2 separate regions of the Mus musculus genome follow, and region 2 is linked to region 1. Evidence: chromatin contacts called from public HiChIP or PLAC-seq data. All regions are on one chromosome and are shown on one strand. The core of a region is the stretch at or near the end of the contact, and the rest is flanking DNA. Distances in the headings are between cores, read along the strand shown. Region 1 holds the start of Dlk1 (delta like non-canonical Notch ligand 1). Region 2 holds the start of Slc25a47 (solute carrier family 25, member 47).

Region 1 (5,901 bases), core at 1,542-4,041:
AGCCCTGGGGAGGGCAGGGTGGAAAGGGGGCTTAGGAAGGGAAAATGGAGTCTGGGGGCGGGGGGGGGCTCACCTCACTAGTCTGGGGCTTCTTGTACTCTATGTGCCCCACTTTCCTGCTGCCTTGAGCAGGAGCCCTTATCTCAGGGACCCAGCCCCAAGATCCTCTCATCTCCCTAGCTCTGGCTGAGAATCCAGCCCCTCCAGTCTGCCTGCTGCACTGCTCTGCTTGGGATAATTTTGGAGGCTGAGGTCAGGGGGTTTGGAAGGAAGGAAGAGATGAAGGAGAGCCAAGGAGACCTCAGTGATCACCAAAGAGGGGACAGTGGCACCTGTCAGCCACTCTCATTTAACCAAAGACTCTGGAGGGGGAGAATCCAAACAACAGCCCCCCCCCAACATAAATACTTGCTATGTTAGCCTCAGTTTATTAACTGAAGACAGGAGGAGCCTAAGGGGGTCAAGGTCCACACCAATGCTAGTCCACCTAGAGGCTATTTCTTCCAGTCTTCATTCAGTTTCTGCAGAAAGCCCAAGAAAAGAACATTACCACCCCCCCCCGCCAGTTCTTTCAACCTCCACTCAAACCATGTGCCCATCCCCTGCTTTCTGCCCGAGAGGTTCCCACTGTCTAGCTTCCAGTTCCCTAAGATGGCAAGACTCTTCCAACCTGCTTGGATAAGGTCAGATGCTCTCCCCTCTTTGGGCTGAAGATACCCCCCCCCAGGTTCAAAGAGTTAATGTCCCTTGTCTAACCACCCTACCTCAAATGAGGAAAAGGAAGCCATGACTAGAGAAACACAAGCTCACAGCCTCTGAGAGGTAGATGACAATTACTATATGCAAATTGAGAATACCTGGACTACCCATCTAAAAATCCCAACATCTTTTCTCAGAGGTTAAAAGACTTTATTTTTATTTATTTATTTATACTTTATTTTATTTTACTAAAACATGTATATGTGTGCATACTACATGTGTGTCTGGTGCTCTTGAAACTGCATTTAAAATCAGTGGTGAGCTGCTGTATGGGTACTGGGAACTGAACCTGGGGTTTTCTGGAAAAAATGATCTTTACTGCTGAGTCATCTATTCAACCTCCACATTAAAAAAAAAAAAACATTTATTTATTTATTTATATTTTATTTTTAAAACATTTATTTGATTTTTATTTTTCTACATGTTTTCTTTTTTCATATAGAGAGACAGAGATGTGTGAGAGAGAGAGAGAGAGAGAGAGAGAGAGAGTCATGTAGTGGTCAGACAAGACAACAGCTTAGTCTCTTCTTCTACCGTGTGGGGGTCTGGAGATTAAATTCAAGCTGTCAGCTTGGTGGCAAGTACCTTTGCCCATTTACCAAAGGAGCTATGTCAATGACTTTATTTACATTTTATTTAAGGGGGTTCTGTGGGGATCAAAGAGCAACTGCAGGAGTCAAGGATCAAACTCAAGTTTGGCTGCAAGCACCTTTACCCAGTGAGCCACCTCCCTGGCCCAATAAATGTATCACTTCACTCAGCTCCTCCTCCTTTGGAGCCTCAGAATGGGGCATGGGGGGCGTCTCAGCTGAGTAAAAGGCACTGAGCCCTTGCTGGGGGGTCTTGCAGGAAAAAGGAATTGCCCCAGGGACACTGGCAGAATCAATACCCACACACACACACACACACACACACACACACACACACTCCCATCCCATCCTCTAAGCCATCCCTGGTTGAAAGCCACTAAGTGAGGGTGTGTGTGTGTGTGTGTGTGTGTGTGTGTGTGCCTGTCTGTCTGTCTGTCTGTCTGTCTGCATTTGACGGTGAACATATTGGTGAACTGTCGACATGTGTCACGGTGAACAAAGATGGATTTGGATTATGTGTGCTTTGGTGTAATTTGTGTGTTTGTTGGGTGATTCCACAAATCTGAGACAGATTTGGGGTCTGGGCATACGTGTTGCTGCGAGGTGTGTACATGTTGGAAAGAATCAGTGCTTTTATGTTTCAGAATGATAAGGCCCAGACTGTGACTGTGGTACCTGCGAGAGGAGGGGGTGGGGGGGGGGGGTGACGCATGATGTCGTCGGTGTTTACCAGTGGTCTCCTGTGTTTACAGGCGGGCTGCGTGGAGGGGCAGCATAGGCAGGAGGACTCTCAGTCTTTTCATAGCTGGCGCTTCCCCTGCTTGGAGCAGATCAGTGTTCCTGCTGCCCTGGTCTGTGACCTGTGCCCCAGGGACAGGCAGTAAGGTTTGCCTGTGCCGAAAGGTGTGTTTGGGTTGGGGGTCCGTGGGGCAAGTGCATCTGCACCTTCCCCAAACTCCACAATGGCAAGGCTCGTCGGAGGGCTTCGGCTTTTCGTGGTGGTTTTCGTGTGTGCATCTGTGATCATGTGCATCTTCCACATCTTCGTGGTGTGCGTTTGGGTCCTCCTGGGCTTCTGACCCGCGCCATGTGTGCGCGGGACTCCAGCCCTAAGTGTCTTACTGTGTCTGTGAGCGTTTTTGTATTCTGAGTGCGTGCAAGGGCTTTCGCCCGCCTGGCTTGGTTCCTGAGACTTGCGCTAAGCGGGCCTGTGTGAGCGCCGCCGCCTCCGCCTCCAGCCGCGTGCTGTCCTGTGTGCGGACCGCGTGCCCATCGTGCGCAGGTACCCGTCTAGCCAAAGAGTGCGGCCGCGTGCTCGAGCCGCTTCCGGGCGCCGCGGCGCTGGGGGGCGGCCCCGCCAGGGGGTGGGTCACCGGGACTGGCCGGCGCCTGCCCCGTGCGCGCGAGGCGTGGGCGTGGGCGGGGGCCGCGGGGGGGGGGACGACAGTACGAAAAGGCGGCGCGCGGGCCGCAGCGGCAGCTCCTCGGCAGCCGCACTTAGCAGCGTGCGCCCCGGTGCAACCCTGGCTTTCTTCCCGCTGGACGCCCGTGCCCCCTTCGTGGTCCGCAACCAGAAGCCCAGCGCAGCCCCCGGAGCAGCCCCTGCACCGCCTCCGCTCCCCGGACCGCGACCCAGGCCGCCCCGAGATGATCGCGACCGGAGCCCTCCTGCGCGTCCTCTTGCTCCTGCTGGCTTTCGGCCACAGCACCTATGGTGAGCCCCCCCTGGCGGTTTGGCTTGCGCCCCCTCTGGGGAAGCCTGCGATGCCCCGCCGACCACCCCACCGACCACCCCATTCTCCCTGTCCCATGCGCCCCAAGTCCCGCCCGTCCCGCCTAACCCTAAGCCCTGCACTGTGCCCGCCTCATCCGCCCTGCACCACTCTTGCTTGTTGAGCCCAATCCCGGGGTCCCAGGGTTTGTGGGAGGTGGAGGGTCCCAGCCCCTTCTAGCCCGGCAGAAGTGGCGTTCAAGAGGGGTGTCGTTGCTCGGATTGAGGAGGTATGAAAAAAAAAAAAAAGAGACTGCGTTGGGAGGTATCCTATTTAAGGAAAAAAAACGTTCTAAGGTGCAACTTTGGGGGTGTCTGTCACGGCTTATGTGCTTAGGAATAGGTCTTGGGGGCTTTGGGGGGGTGACTTTGCAGTCGTAGTCCCTAATTTCCAACAGGAGCACAGCTGGAGCCCCTCTTGCGTGGCGTGTTTCTCTAGGTGAGGGGCTGCGACACTTCTGTCTGCAGAGGCCATCTGTCTTTGGTAGGAGAGAGTTGGCCCCTTCCCGCAGCGACCCCAGCCCTCAATGCGCCAATAGTTGTGAGTGGGGGGTCGGAGGCTGTCTGGGAAGGCCGAAAACTGGTTGAGTAAATGCATACAGTAGGTGTCTATTAAAGTGTCAGACTCCCTTAAGAGCGTCGGAATCTCAGAGGCCCTGCAGAGCTATTGCGCAGTTCTTTTAATGTGACCAGTGTGGGGTAGGAGAAACGTGGGAGGTAGGATTTGGTTGCCTGGTTTAACTAGGGTTAATCTTGGGGTAAAATCTAGCCTTTCACCTGTGGGCTAGGCAGGTGGGCTTGTCTGGGCTTTCCCAGAGACCTCGAAATCTTCCCTTTAGCTCACTTTGCAAATGGGAGGCTAGACAGAATGACCAGGGGTCAAAGGCTACCTCTTCATTGTCCCTCATTCCTACTTTTAGGGGCCTAGGGGCTCTTATTTTCTTTGGGGAGAAAGGTGTCTGCTTTGCACTTGGAGAATCAGGGGTGTGCTGTGCTTAGCCCATGGCTAGGGGCAGGCACAATTGTTTTTCTGGGTAGGTATTCACAGATGAGAAATGCCTACTGTGTGCCAGGTTGGTAGGACCCAAGAGGGTCTTTGGACTCCCTGTTTAGGGTCCCCAGGCCATTTGAGAGAAAATGGACTCTGTAGTGTCCTTTAGGCCTTGTGGGGTGAATTGTGTACCTTTTTTCTCTTCCTCAGGGGCTGAATGCGACCCACCCTGTGACCCCCAGTATGGATTCTGCGAGGCTGACAATGTCTGCAGGTAATGGAGGAAACTGTTTGGGGGGCCATGGTGGGGTCTGTGGAGCCTTGGAGCCAGGCTGAAAGGGAGGGGGGTGCTTTGCCAAATAAAAACTGCGTCACAGCTTTCTTGCTTCTGCAGAAAACTGGTGGGGGGGGGGAGGGAGAGAAGGAGGGGTACAGGAGAGAGGGGGATCAGAAGAGTGTCTTGCAGGGGCGGGGAGGCCACTGTAGATCACTGTACCAACTGTGGTTCTTGTGGGGGTCTGGAAGACCCTTGTGTTTCTGCCCTTCAGCACCTTCTCTGAGTTTTCCATTCAGGTGGCTGCCGTTTGTCCCAGGAAGCCTCTGGCCTGGGACTCAACAAAGACCACCAAATGTTCTCCATACAGCAGAAGACAACTGGAGTCTCCTTTGTACCCCTGCTCCCCTCATGTGTCCCGCTCTCTCCCCTTTGTCCACACAGGTGCCATGTTGGCTGGGAGGGTCCCCTCTGTGACAAGTGTGTAACTGCCCCTGGCTGTGTCAATGGAGTCTGCAAGGAACCATGGCAGTGCATCTGCAAGGATGGCTGGGACGGGAAATTCTGCGAAATAGGTGGGCACTGACCTTAGCCTACCCCTCACCCCTTCTCCTTGTCCCCTCTCCCTCCCTTTCCCCCACCTTGAGCTATATTCCAGAACCCCTAAGGCTCTCTATGTGTAGTATGTGATCTATAGTGTATAAGCTCTTCCTGCTGGGCCTCAAATGTATTCACTATACTGTTTACTTCAGCACTGAAGGTTCTCGAACTTGAGGGGGGGGCAGTTGAGGTGGGGTCGAGGGGAAACTGCCTGTTGAATAAAGACTCACAAACAAAACAAAACAACAACAACCCACCATGCTTAGGGTGGCTGGACCATGGACTGGGGCTTCTTGCACAGGTTGCTGGAGTTGGGGTGTTGGGGGGCTCTGTGTGTGTGGTGGGGGAGGTGAGTCTCAGGGTTCAAACATCAAGGAAAGGGAGCCAACAGACAAATAGGGGAGGGGTGGGCTGAGGGGAGGATGGGATTGGGGAGGGGGATCACTCAAGTGTTGCAAGGGAGAGGCTGAGAAAGGGTTAAGGTGCAGATTGGTGTTATGTGTTGACGTCATTAATTTATATGATCATCGTAGATTGACAGCTGCATTGTTTCAGGGCCATTCTCATTTACTAAACCTTGTCCACCAAGTCCAGGCAAACTGAAGTCCTGGGGAATAAGGGTTTATGTGCCCCCCCACCCCCGCCAAGGTGATATCCCAGCAAGAAGGCAGAAGGCTAGTCTCCTCAACACTGGCAATGACAAATAGGGAAACCAAGGGTCCCCCAAATTGTCTATAGTCTCCCTCTCCCGAGTGGTGGTTTAGCAGGTGGAGGGAAGGCTTTGCTGCAGCTGACTCATGCTCAGGCCGTGGCTCTGCAGCCCCTGCAGCCCCTGCAGCAGCAGCAGCAGCTACTTGTTTGGGGGGTGCTAGGAAAAACCACTGACTAGGGTAGGACCCCTCCATTCTAAATATCT
Region 2 (6,191 bases), core at 3,284-5,783, 600 kb before region 1:
GGCCAGCATAGGCCATCAGTGTCTATGAGAAGTTTATAGCCAATGAGCAACCAGTACATACCTACAACCAGCCATACATAGTTGTGGTTTTGGTGAGTCTAGGTCTATTTATTCAGAAGGCAAAGTGCTGGAGAAATTAGGCTCTGGTGACTCAGAAAACATGGCTGTCCCAGGGTCGCCTTTTTAATTCATAATTCTTCTGTTCTCTCTCTCTGCTAATCTGGGTGTCATGTGACTCTCCCTAGGGCAATATAAAAAAAGGCTTCTCCATTCCTGATATAGACAGCATCAGCATGCTCAGGCATAGGGAAGATATTAAGACATAGATGGAATGCTAAGGCCTAGGTTAAATGATAAGGCCTAGGTAACTGTTACCTGGTTAGCCTGCCATTATAAGAAAACTTTCTTGCCGGGTGTGGTGGGAGGCAGAGACAGGTGGATTTGTGAGTTAAGAAAACTTTCTTATATGTTGATTCTGCTGTTACTAGGAAACTTTATTATGCCCAAGTTGATTACATATTGTGTTATGTCCTGTGTCCTGGGAAACGAATCGTGATGCATGCACACACACACATTAAAGTTAGAAAGCAACTTGAGGAGTAGTTCTCTCCTCCTTCCACCATGTGGGTCCCTGAGGTCACACTCAGGTTGTTAGGCTTGTTAGCAGGCAGGCACCTTTACTCATTGAGCCATCTTGTCAGCCCAGCTAGTCATCTCTTGAAGGAACTCTTTTATATGGGATAACAGCTTGCAGATGGCTTAGTTAGAGCACAGACTGGAGTTACTTCATGTCTTAGTTACTGTTCTATTGCCGTGAAGGGACACAGTGACCAAAGGCAGCTCTTATTTTTAAAAAAACAAAAACAAAAACATTTAATTGGGGTTTTCTTAGTCGTTGAATAGTTTCAGAGGTCTAGTTCATTATCATGGTGGAGAGCATGGTTGCACATGGACAGACTTGGTGCTGGAGGGGTAACTGAGAGCTGCATCGTGAGCCATAGGCAGAGAGGAGGAGAGAGACAGATAGACACACACAGACAGAGAGACATAGACAGAGAGACAGAGACAGAGTGGAGGGAGACAGAAAGGCAGAGACAAAAGAGAGGGACAGAAGAGAGACACAGACAGACACAGACAGAGACAGAGGGAGACAGAAAGACAGACAGAAGAAAGGGACAGAAAGATAGACAGAGACAGAGAGAGACACAAAGAGGGTGAGACAGACAGATGAGAGAGACATACACAGAGAAGAGAGACATAGACAGAGACAGAAAGACAGAAAGAGAGAGGAGAGAGAGAGAGAAAGAGGGGGACTCTGAATTTGGCAAGAGCTTTTGAAACCTTAAAGCCTACAAACAAGGCCTTCTGATCCTTTTAATCATTTCAAACATGACACTTCCTGATGATTAAGCATTCAAATACGTGGAACATGGGGTCCATTCCCATTCAAACCAACACACTCTGTTTTGAGTGTAAGTGCCGAGAAATGATTCCACAGCACTGTTACACAGGTGAATGCCACCTGCTGGCACACCAGGGGGCACACACTGAGCATTTACACAGGTGAATACCACCTGCTGGCACACCAGGGGGCACACACTGAGCATTTACACAGGTGAATGCCACCTGCTGGCACACCAGGGGGCACACACTGAGCATTTACACAGGTGAATGCCACCTGCTGGCACACCAGGAGGCACACACTGAGCATTTACACAGGTGAATGCCACCTGCTGGCACACCAGGGGGCACACACTGATCACTTATTTGTTCTGTTTATGAATGCTGCTTGTGAGCCGGGCATGGTGGTGCACACCTTTAATCCCAGCACTCGGGAGGCAGAGGCAGGCGGATTTCTGAGTTCAAGACCAGCCTGGTCTACAGAGTGAGTTCCAGGACATGGACTTATCAACTAAACAAGATGGAATCCCTCACTTGGATCTCTAAAAGAGGCACCCAAGTCTAGACGGGGGCAGGCACGCTGAGTGGCTGTCACTTGGTCCCGGCCTTTTCCACAGGAATTTTGCCAGAGTGAGAACTCATCCTCTGTCCCCTGCTTCAGCATCCTCTGCCTATGACACAGCCCACTTCAAACTGACTCTTCCAGTGGCCTGTACCTACCGTGTCTGCACTTGCATCTCCTAAGACTTATTCAGTCTCCACAGACTCTCACCTATGTCCTCATGAGCTCTCTACCTCTGATTGCTGATGGCTGCAGCAGCAGGCAACTCAGGATTACTTGGCAAATCACTGTCAATGAATCTGACTTATAAATTGAGGTGAGGTGCCCATTGTTTCTGACATTGTGTGCTCAAGGCTCTTTCAGGTACTCTTAGGGTAGAGAGAGGCTGTACTGGCTAGTTTTGTGTCAACTTGACACAGCTGGAGTTATCACAGAGAAAGGAGCTTCAGTTGAGGAAATGCCTCCATGAGCTCCAACTGTAAGGCATTTTCTCACATAGTGATCAAGGGGGAAAGGCCCCTTGTGGGTGGGACCATCTCTGGGCTGGTAGTCTTGGTTCTATAAGAGAGTAAGCTGAGCAAGCCAGGGGAAGCAAGCCAGTAAAGAACATCCCTCCATGGCCTCTGCATCAGCTCCTGCCTCTGACCTGCTTGAGTTCCAGTCCTGAACTTCCTTTGGTGATGAACAGCAGTATGAAAGTATAAGCCGAATAAACCCTTTCCTCCCCAACTTGCTTCTTGGTCATGATGTTTGTGCAGGAATAGAAACCCTGACTAAGACAGAGGCCTCAAGAGACTCATGAGCCTCCTGCATCATGAAGGACACTGGACAGGGCAATGGTGGCACATGCCTTTAATCCCAGTACTTGGGAGGCAGAGGCAGGTGGATTTCTGAGTTCAAGGTCAGCCATGTCTACATAGTGAGTTCCAGGACAGCCAGGGCTACACAGAGAAACCCTGTCTTGAAAAAACTAAAAAAAAAAAAAAAAAAAAAAAATAGCAGGACACTACTAGGCCCACTCTTTTGAGAGTCTCCTGTGGGTTGTCATAGCTGCTATGCTTCGACAAGCAGCTGCTGGGTTCAGCTGGGAGCAGCTGCTGACCCACACCAGTCCTTGCAATCACCTCTGGGCTTTTCCTGGCTGTCAAGGGCTCTCTGTTTCACTTCCAGCACATCAGGTCTCTAGGACAGAGACTAGGTTGTTGTGTTTACTGAGGAGTCCTACGCTTTGGTACCTGGCATGTGTTAGTTGCATGCATCAGGAGCCTGGACAGGTGGGCTGCTGTCCAAGAACAATGACACAGTTAGAGGAGTGTCGGTGGACAGTGGCAGCTGGACCTGACTGAGATCATGGAGGACAGACACCAAGATCGGCAGAGAGAGAAAGGTGTCTGGGGTAAACTGGGGTCTTGGGCCCTACTGTTGGGGTGGATGCCCTAACCATTGGCAATATGGGACTGAAGGGGCTCGGTCCTCTTAGGTGGATAGTGTGTTTTAGGTTCCCTCATTATCCGAGGTCCTAGCTTCTTGAGTGTAACATCTGGCTCAGCTTCCTCTCTAGAGCGACAACCCATCGTCTCCCTCTCGACCTTCTGTTAATGAATTTGGCTGGCGATTCTGCAGGAACCCAGCTGGAGCTTGCTCTGTGTGTGCACAGATTTTGTGGGTGCAGAAGCAGAGGTTATAGGGAGCTCAAAGATCTTGTCACAAAGCCAGATGTCACAAAGCCAGATGGCAGTGTCAACTTCCAACCAGATGCTGAGCCATGCCCCTGCACAGGCCAGGATGGACATCGAGGTTGGCCTTGGACAGGATGCTTTCTGGCCTCTTCTGCCCTCTGCCCTCTGCCGTGGCAGCCAGCACTGACGACTTGTCTAAACATAGACAAACTGTCAGGGCGAGGGGTCATCCCTAGTTTGAAACCAGCCTGTTCAAGGCCAGCCTACGGAGAACAGAAAAACAGGTGGACACGTGGCCTCCTGATGCCCTGCCCTGAGGGTCATTCAGACAGAACTGCAGAATGCCCCATGTCAGCATGCCCCTTCCCTTCATTTGGCAGCTCTCTGGCTCGAAGGCCCCCTGTAGGGCTGCAGCCTGCGTCTTTGAGCCCCTGAACTGAACTAGCAGCCGTAGCCATAGAGACAAGGCTGCACTTTCTGCATCGGCTGGCCGCCATCAAATAGATTGGCTCTTAGGTAGTGCCTGCCTCAGGCAAGTCCCCTTTGGGGTTTTGGTGGTTCCATGATGAGAACAGGCTTTTGCTTTCCCTCCCTTTTAGGGCTGGAGGTGACATGTAAAGTGGGGTACATCTCCGAAGGGACCACTGTTTATGCCATCACCATAAGCAGTAGGAAGCCCGGCCTAATCTGAGTCTGGGGATAGAGGCAGACTTAGGTCTGGGAGCTGGCTACCTCCCATGACCTCTCACATGCTTTCCCGATGCTCGGGTCATTGGCACCCCGAACCTTGTGGGGCATGTGAGTGTGGGCATCAAAATAGCCTGTTAAACAGCCCTAGCTCCGCCTCTGCTCACAGGTATTTAAGATCTGCAGGATTTGTAGGAGCCGGCCAGTGTGGCATTGGCAGTAACACCGGAAACCTTCTCATTTTCTGTGCTGTCCATGGATTTTGTTGCTGGGGCCATTGGAGGTATAAGACTTGGATAGAGGGGCGCAGGGGCTGGGGAGGGTTGGGGTGGTGTGCTTGTGTGTGTGTATGTGTGTGGCAGCCCTGTGCAGTCAGGGTTTGAGCAGATCCATGGGCACGGACCACATAGCCTTGAAGATCAGGCAGGAGGCTGAGCCAGTCTAGAGATTCCTGGCTTGGGAGCAGGAACTTGACCCTGTGGGCTGAGATGGCTGGAGTCCTGGGGAGAGACAGAAGGTTCCAGGGAAGAATTGTGTACCCAGGAGTTCTGTTCGCAGGGAGCAGGGGCTAGATGTCAAGCAGGCCCAGCCGGATGGTTCTCTGGCCCACTGAGGCCTACTGCTAACATCTAGCTCCCCTGCGGCTGAAACTGTCTCCCTCAGAGGTGGCTGCCTGCTGGACTCCCTGTGAGCACCATTGATCCTCAGGCTGTGAGGCTACTTTGAGTGAGGCACCCTTGGCCCTGCAGCTATTGTGAAATAGATAGCTGTGGGTGGCTGTTTCTCACTGCTGGGAACAGCCTGGGGGCTAGAAAGGAAAGAGAGTCCCAGCTTCAGCTTCAGGGAGGATGGCTCCTGGCCTTGGCTCTGCTGCCAGGGTCTTGACCTACACCATCCTGAGGCTGGCTGCTCCCCTGAGTGTTGGTGTCACAGGAAGTCACATGGAAGCCACATCCTCCTTATAGCCACAGGAAAGGTCCTAGTCAGGAGAATCCTTGCTCTGTGCTGGGCCTGGGTCCCCGGTCCTAGGGACTTGGACCCAAGCCTGTCCTTGAAGAACTCTAGATCTAGAGGAGGCCATGGAATATGGGGCCTAGCAACAAGGCCATGGGACGCAGACCCTGATCAGCATGTTTCTGGGCGGAGGCACAGAAAGGAGGCCTAAGAGAGGATGGCTTTGAGGGTGGATAGGAGTTGGTAAAGTGTTTAAGAGATGTATCGGAGCCTCCTGTCAGGCACTTGCTTTATATCCTGCCCCTAGGAACTCCCTCTTCTGCTAGCCCATGGGTCTTGCCATCCTTAGGATCTTTTGTTTTTGTTTTTTTTTCGAGACAGGGTTTCTCTGTATAGTCTTGGCTGTCCTGGAACTCACTCTGTAGACCAGGCTGTCCTTGAACTCAGAAATCCGCCTGTCTCTGCCTCCCAAGTGCTAGGATTAAATATCCTTAGGATCTTTACCCTGGGGTAGAAAGCCCAAGCACTTCACTGGCCCCTGAGTTTCTTCAAAGGTTGTGCTGGCTGTATTATGGAGGCCCTGGTTCTAGAAGTAGCAGAGGGGCAAGGAAGGCATCGTAGATCTCCTGGTCCAAAGCCAGGGTTGGCATTATCAGCCTCTCTGCAAGACGAGTTAGCAGCTGTGTCCACTGTCCTCAGGTAACCAACCCACTCAGACCAGGGAATGGTTACTTAGTGGCAGGCCCGAGGCTCTGACCACCAGGCGGCCCACTGCCTGGGTCTGTGTGGGTGCTTAGAGGGCAATGGTAGGCAGTTTTGTTGTACAGAGAGCCAGATGGCAAGGAGTTGCAATTGTGTAATCTCCTGAGACATGACCCCCAGTGGCTTAAAGACCTCCCGCAGGCTCT

The links. HiChIP or PLAC-seq counts read pairs in DNA pulled down with a chosen protein or histone mark.
Region 2: a contact with region 1 is called in an H3K4me3 HiChIP or PLAC-seq map of fetal liver, with 4 times the contacts expected there. The contact joins the promoter of Slc25a47 here to the promoter of Dlk1 in region 1. A contact is called at or near these places in 3 of 39 promoter capture datasets (hippocampal neurons, pre-B cells and stem cell-derived epiblast-like cells), 2 of 115 datasets of contacts at active chromatin or transcription factors (fetal liver and pancreatic cancer cells) and 1 of 9 other capture datasets (embryonic stem cells).

What each region holds. Positions count from the first base shown.
Region 1 is chr12:109,450,664-109,456,564 of GRCm38.p6, forward strand. It overlaps Dlk1 (delta like non-canonical Notch ligand 1), which reads left to right and starts at 2,792. Exons shown (of 5, transcript NM_010052.5): 1 at 2,792-3,063; 2 at 4,322-4,385; 3 at 4,830-4,960. The coding sequence starts at 2,997.
Region 2 is chr12:108,846,596-108,852,786 of GRCm38.p6, forward strand. It overlaps Slc25a47 (solute carrier family 25, member 47), which reads left to right and starts at 4,534. Exons shown (of 6, transcript NM_001012310.2): 1 at 4,534-4,612. The coding sequence starts at 4,585.